Linked DNA regions of Anas platyrhynchos: region 2 is linked to region 1. The links are chromatin contacts, called in public Hi-C maps. All regions are on one chromosome and are shown on one strand. Each heading gives the region's core, a stretch centred on a gene start, on an enhancer-like site or on the middle of the called end of the contact. The rest is flanking DNA. Distances are from core to core; before and after follow the strand shown. Region 1 overlaps LOC101792730 (death-inducer obliterator 1). Region 2 holds the start of BHLHE23 (basic helix-loop-helix family member e23).

Evidence for each region. A called contact is a pair of places that touch in the nucleus more often than the background predicts.
Region 2: a contact with region 1 is called in a Hi-C map of skeletal muscle, with 4 times the contacts expected there. The contact joins the promoter of BHLHE23 here to the enhancer-like site in region 1. A contact is called at or near these places in 2 of 8 Hi-C or Micro-C datasets (skeletal muscle and subcutaneous adipose tissue).

What each region holds. Positions count from the first base shown.
Region 1 is chr21:15,785,312-15,788,214 of IASCAAS_PekinDuck_T2T, reverse strand. The region is part of intron 4 of LOC101792730 (death-inducer obliterator 1); the gene reads left to right. Among named protein-coding and RNA genes, the nearest start is that of GID8, 12 kb to the left of the region's middle. Within about 2 kb of position 1,389, at least 7 of the 8 cell types and tissues checked have an H3K27ac peak or open chromatin away from gene starts, as enhancers often do. A contact at or near this core is called in subcutaneous adipose tissue, where this site is marked.
Region 2 is chr21:15,867,517-15,870,419 of IASCAAS_PekinDuck_T2T, reverse strand. BHLHE23 (basic helix-loop-helix family member e23) reads left to right here and starts at 1,413. Exons shown (of 4, transcript XR_011804484.1): 1 at 1,413-2,185.

The sequences.
Region 1 (2,903 bases), core at 140-2,639:
ACAATCGTTAAATTGGGATGGGGTATTTCTGAGGAGCAGGGCTGTATCACTGAGTTACATGTTACTGAATTGGCATCACTGAAACTGCAAAGCATATTAATGTGTTAGTTTTTTAATGGGAAATAATGTATTGGCTCTTCGCTGCGACTTTGAAGTTGTTAGTACTGTGGTTTCATAAGGTGGTAGGCTTGTTACGGTCTTACAACTAATTTAGGGCTTAACTAGCCAGCAAGGCATTTACAGATAAGTGCTGCAGTTGTTGCAGCATTGTCTCTGCTTGGTTTTTATACCCTTAGGTCTAATAATCAGCAAAACACTGAAATGTTATGCAAATTGTGTTTTTAACGTGATCCTTCAAATGTAAAGTTTTTACTGGCATAAAATGTATTTACCAGGGATGTCTGGAGTTTCACCTTGAACTACGGTGTCTAGAGAAGTAAAACAAATAGTAAATCAGTTGGGGGTGGGGGGTTGAGCTCACATCAGTTTCTCCACATCTGGACTTAAGCCTTCTGACTGCTGTTTTTCTTACTCTTTGCCCTCATTGTATCCCTTCTGTCATAACATGCCCCTTTCACTTTGAAAGGTGATTTCCTCCTTTCAGAAGGGAAGCTACTGTAAGCAGGATCTGTAAGCGGTGGTTACATTTTATATGACAATAAACAGACCATATAGCAGTTGAACTTCTGGAGGAAATTGGTGCCCTGTACAGTCTGAGCTCTCTTAGCGTGGATGTGACTCTTGTCAGGTTGTGCATGTTGATGTACACCTGTAAACATCAGGGACTCTGTGCCAGCCTTGAGATAGGCTTGGACCAAGCAGTCCCTCCTCAGAGGAGTGGGGACACGTCTCAGTTGCATGATCTGCTTTCTGTTGCTTCTCATTTAAGTAGTCTGCTCCTGCATCTTTGCTGACAGAGCCGATGGAAGGGACTGCTGCAGCCTTGTGCCTACGTGGCTTTTACCAGTGCTAGTGCAGAACTTACTTCCTGCTGCTCTAAGGGTCAAAGGATTGTACCTTTTGCCCATGGTCTGAATGAAACTGTTCGTTTATGTACAAAGTAGGTTTTGCCCTACTGACTTCCTCTGAGCTGCTTTTGTGATGCTTGCTGATACAAGGGATTATTTCTGTTGCTGTGAAGTAGAAAGAGCGCTGCTTTCCCAGATGTCATCTTTGACAAATGGGGATGCAAAAATCATTTTCTAATGGGATCAGTCTTCTAGCTAGGAGCAGCATCAACTGAGCCATACCAACATTTTTTTTCACTTGCATCATAAATGTTGTCCTTAGTGGAGTTCTTTATCAAATTTTTGTCATGTGATGCTGACACACTCACTTCACAGGAATTTTTCAGTGCTTAAAGGAGGCCTTGGCAAGATCTGTGCCAATTTTACAGGGAGTAGAATGAGTAAACAGCTTCAACTGTGGTTGGAAGCACTGTTACATCATTCTGGGGAGGATGTTTTCTATCCATTCCATAGCATCCTTAGATATTTAAGAAACCCAGTATTTTGCTCTTTGGTTCTAGCCAAATGCCTTGCATGTAATGCCGTCTAATTCTGAAGAAACAAATATAATCAAAGGCCAGTTCCAAGTCATTCTAGCTGAAGCTAATTTTTAAAATCATGGCCCACACTAGTTTTGTGTCAGGATGTGGAGTTGAAACTGGTCACTGATGAACTACAGTGTTTAACAGATTTTAATTATTGTAAGACCTTTATTAAGCTTTGAATTTCTTTCCAGGTGCAAGTACTCTCTTGTCTTCTTACTAACTTGGTTTTTAGAAAGCTGCTGAACCTTGTATTGGTTCTTCTGATTGTTTGAGGTTTCTGGCCTGTCTTCGGACCCCGGCCACTGAATATCCCTAATGTATCTGAAACATTAACTGGACCTTAAGTCCACTTACCAAAACAAAGAATTTTTTTTTCCTGTTACAGTGGAAGGAAGCTCCCCCCTCTATTAGCTAACAGCGCTGACCAAATCAGCTCCTCCAGGAGGTACTAATGTCAGTGGTGAGTCTTGAGTATGCAGTGAGTCCTGCTTTCATTGCTTGCATAGGGGTGTGTTGTTTGAGATCTCTTAAAGTCAGATAAAACTTTCTTTAAGGCAAGTTGGGGGATGAGAGAACTAATAGGTGCCAGGTATTCCAATCCTTTGGCTGAAGTATTCATGCAAGGTGCTTCTGTAGCCTGTAAATTGTTAGACATGAGAACCTGGGCAAATTGCAGCATTTTGTCTGAGTGTTAAAGATGTTAAACCACTCACATCCAAAAACATGGAATAAGGTGCAATATATTTTGCCTTCTAACTGTAGCTATCATGAGGATTAGCAGTAATGAGAAGAAAAAGATCACTATTTTCTCATAAAAATCCTCAAAAAAAAAAAAAGCTGTACCTGAAGAATTTGCACAGAATTTTGACATGGGTTTTTGCTTGTGCGCAAATCCTTGGATGAAGGAGAAATGAGGCTACTGCTTTTGGTTGCTTTTAGTTCATGTTAAAGGTATTATTACTAAGCTGACTTTCAATATCCTTTTTTAGAGCGAGGTCTTCCTAGTTAATTGACATAGGAAGTTCATCATGCAATTAAATGATAAGTTCTGAAAAAGCCAGGATCTTTATGCGGTCTGTGGACCCACTGAATGATTATTACCTCTTTAGAGCAAATGAAGTGGGGATACTGATTTGAATGTGTAAGTCATTTGTAGAATGGACCTCTGTCTAAAAACAGAAAGACAAAAAGATGGGGAAATGTAGCAGTTCTTTAAAAGCTTTGCTCTGTTATCATCAGATGAAGGTGTATTGAGGCATCTTAAAAAGGGCTTAATGAAGTTAGCATTCAGCAGATGCAGGTACCTTCAAGTTGCCTGTCCTGCAGTTATCCTGTATTGGCATACGTCTGT
Region 2 (2,903 bases), core at 164-2,663, 82 kb before region 1:
AGCAGGTACCTGAGGGGCCTGGACCAGACACGTGGCATGCTTGCAATAAGACTGGGGTGCTCTTATAGTGCCTGCACACCAAAACTCAGTGCAACCAAGCAGTCTCAGAAGCCTAGAAAAAAATCCTGACACTGGGACCTGGTTTTGTTGTAACATAAGGATTCCCCCCCAGCCATGATTTCTCTCACTGCAGGCCACTATGCTACCAAAATGGTTATGAAAAAATAGATTTGTTTCCTTTCTGAGCTTACCACTCAGTTACTGGTACAACTGGGAAGGACAGAGAGTCCCTTCAGAGTCAGACTGAGTCAGGAAGGATCACATTTCTTTTCCTGGTACATGGAATGGAGGAGCACAGTGAGCCTTTGAAGGAAATGGAAATAGACGGGGCCTTTGTCTTGGAAATCTCTCATCACAACAGGTGCCTCCACTGTCATCCTCACCTAAATCAGAGCGACCAGGCCAGCAAGCCATGCCCACAAGCTGTCAAGACCTTGCATGACTTTGCCTCCCATTGCAATATGTACCATTTAGTGACTGGTGGTCCCAGGTGTGGGGATGGGGAAGTGCTCACTTCTCCAGTTGATACTAGAAAGCTCTCTCCCTCTCAAATATATATATATACATAGATATACATAGATATGTATGTATGTATGTTCTCTAATCAATTCTTTATTTGTTTTGGTGCTAACAAGGGCTAGGGTGTGGTGGCCATTTCCACAATAAGACAGACTCCTGCATAGTCTCCAAATGAGACCAGACTTGGGGAATTGCACAAACCATTGATCTGCCCCCCTTGCACTGGGTTCAGCAAACTCTGACGGAAAGCCAACCTTGACATCCTCGCTTTCTGAAAAACCCTGTATGACAGAAAGGGGTTCCAGCTAGTGTCCCGGTGCGAGGAAGGATGAAGCACCAGCTCAACAGTCACCTTTTCTTCTTCATTTTAGAAAGGGAAATTTAGAGTTTTTAAAAGATCCTGTAAGAGAGGACATCATGACAGGACAGGAGTGTGGTGATGGTCAGGAGTATCATGATGGGACCAGAGCATCGTGACAGGACAGGAGCATCATGGCAGGACAGGAGTGTGGTGGTGGGACAGGAGCATGGTTCCGGGACAGCAGACCCAGACAGAGCACACCAGTGACCAGACTTTACCCCGGCACTCCCGGATCTCCCCTCTACCCGAAGGGGACCACCAGTCCCCCTACCCCACAGCCCTGCAGCCCCCTCCTCACGGCCGCGCTGCCCCCCCCCACCCCGCTCCCCTCAGCGCCTTCCTCAGGCGGCGGGGACGAGGGCGGGGCCTCGGCCGGCGCGGGGCCGTTCCCGCCGCCCCTTTCTGCCCTCTGATTGGACAGCGGGGCCTCGCGCCGGGCCGCTCTCCGCTATATAAGCGGCGGCGGAGCCGCGGCCGCCTCATAGCCCGCCCCCGGCGCGGAGCGGCGCGGAGGGGAGCGGCGGGGCCGCGTCCTGCTCTTCATCGTCACCATCCTCATCATCATCATCCTCCTCCCTCAGCGCCGGGGGGGCAGGATGGCCGAGCTCAAGTCTCTGGCCGGCGAGGCTTACCTGGCGCTGGCCCCGGGTTATGCCCCTTCGCCTTTCACCTACGGCGGCGCCCAGAGCCCTCGAGGAGCCTTGTCGGGGGGCGGCGGGGCGGCTTTCCACCACCCCGGGGCGCTGGGCAAGGCGGCGGAGAGCAGCGGCGAGCAGAGCGGCGACGAGGAGGATGCCTTCGAGGCCGGGGCGAAGGGCGGCGAGGCCTTGGAGCGAGAGGGCAAGCTGAAAGGGGCCGCCCTGGGCAAGAAACCCAAGGAGCAGCGCTCGCTGCGCCTCAGCATCAACGCCCGGGAGCGGCGGCGGATGCACGACCTCAACGACGCCTTGGACGGCCTGCGCTCCGTCATCCCCTACGCCCACAGCCCCTCGGTGCGCAAACTGTCCAAAATCGCCACCCTGCTGCTGGCCAAGAACTACATCCTCATGCAGGCGCAGGCTCTGGAGGAGATGCGGAGGCTGGTGGCCTACCTGAACCAGGGCCAAGCGCTGGGCGCCCCGCTGCCCGCCACCCTCAGCCCCTTCGGACAGTCGGCCGTCTACCCCTTCACTGGCACGGCCTTGCCTGGCTGCCCCGAGAAATGCACTGCCTTCACGGGAGCCGCCTCCACCCTCTGCAAACACTGTAACGACAAGCCTTGACTTCTGCCTTCTTTGGGCTTCTCGGGTTTATTTTTATTTCTTTTTTTTTTCTCCTCTGCACCTTTCTTTCCGCTTGCCACCAGCCCCGGCTTCCTGCCATCAGTTAAGTCTGGGTTTTCTGTTTGTTCGTTTTTCTTAAATCACCCCCTCATACCTCGTTCGGAGATGCTTGGACCCAAAACACACCCACTGTTAACTTTTAGTTTCTTCCCCCCTGTGCAACTCCATTGGTAGTCGTTTCCCTCCCAGCCCGTTAGCGGACTGTGAGCGTGGCGTTTCTCTTCTGCCTGCTCTGACCTGCAAAGTTCTTGAGCAGTTTTTAAACTATAGAAGCACAGGGAAGGGGAGAGAGAGAGAGAGATCTGGAAGTGGAAACCTCATTGAGTTGTCTTTGGACTGATTGATCTGGGTTGAAAACAGCTTAAAAGGAAAGAAAGAAAACCCAGCCCCGAAACTATGCAATGTTTCAGAGCCACACGTAAACGAGGGGCTTCATTTGTAGCCAGACAGGGCTTGCTTGTGCCCTAAAATCCGAATGAAAATGTCATTTGGTCAGCTCCTGGGAGGGAGGCAGTCTGGTGCTCTTGATAAAAGTATAGATGCTTCAGAATAAGATGCATTATTTTGCTCTTTAGAAAATAATCTTGAACTGAGGGGACTCTGATTGTATGCTAATGCCTGCTTTTTGCCTGTTTCTCAGC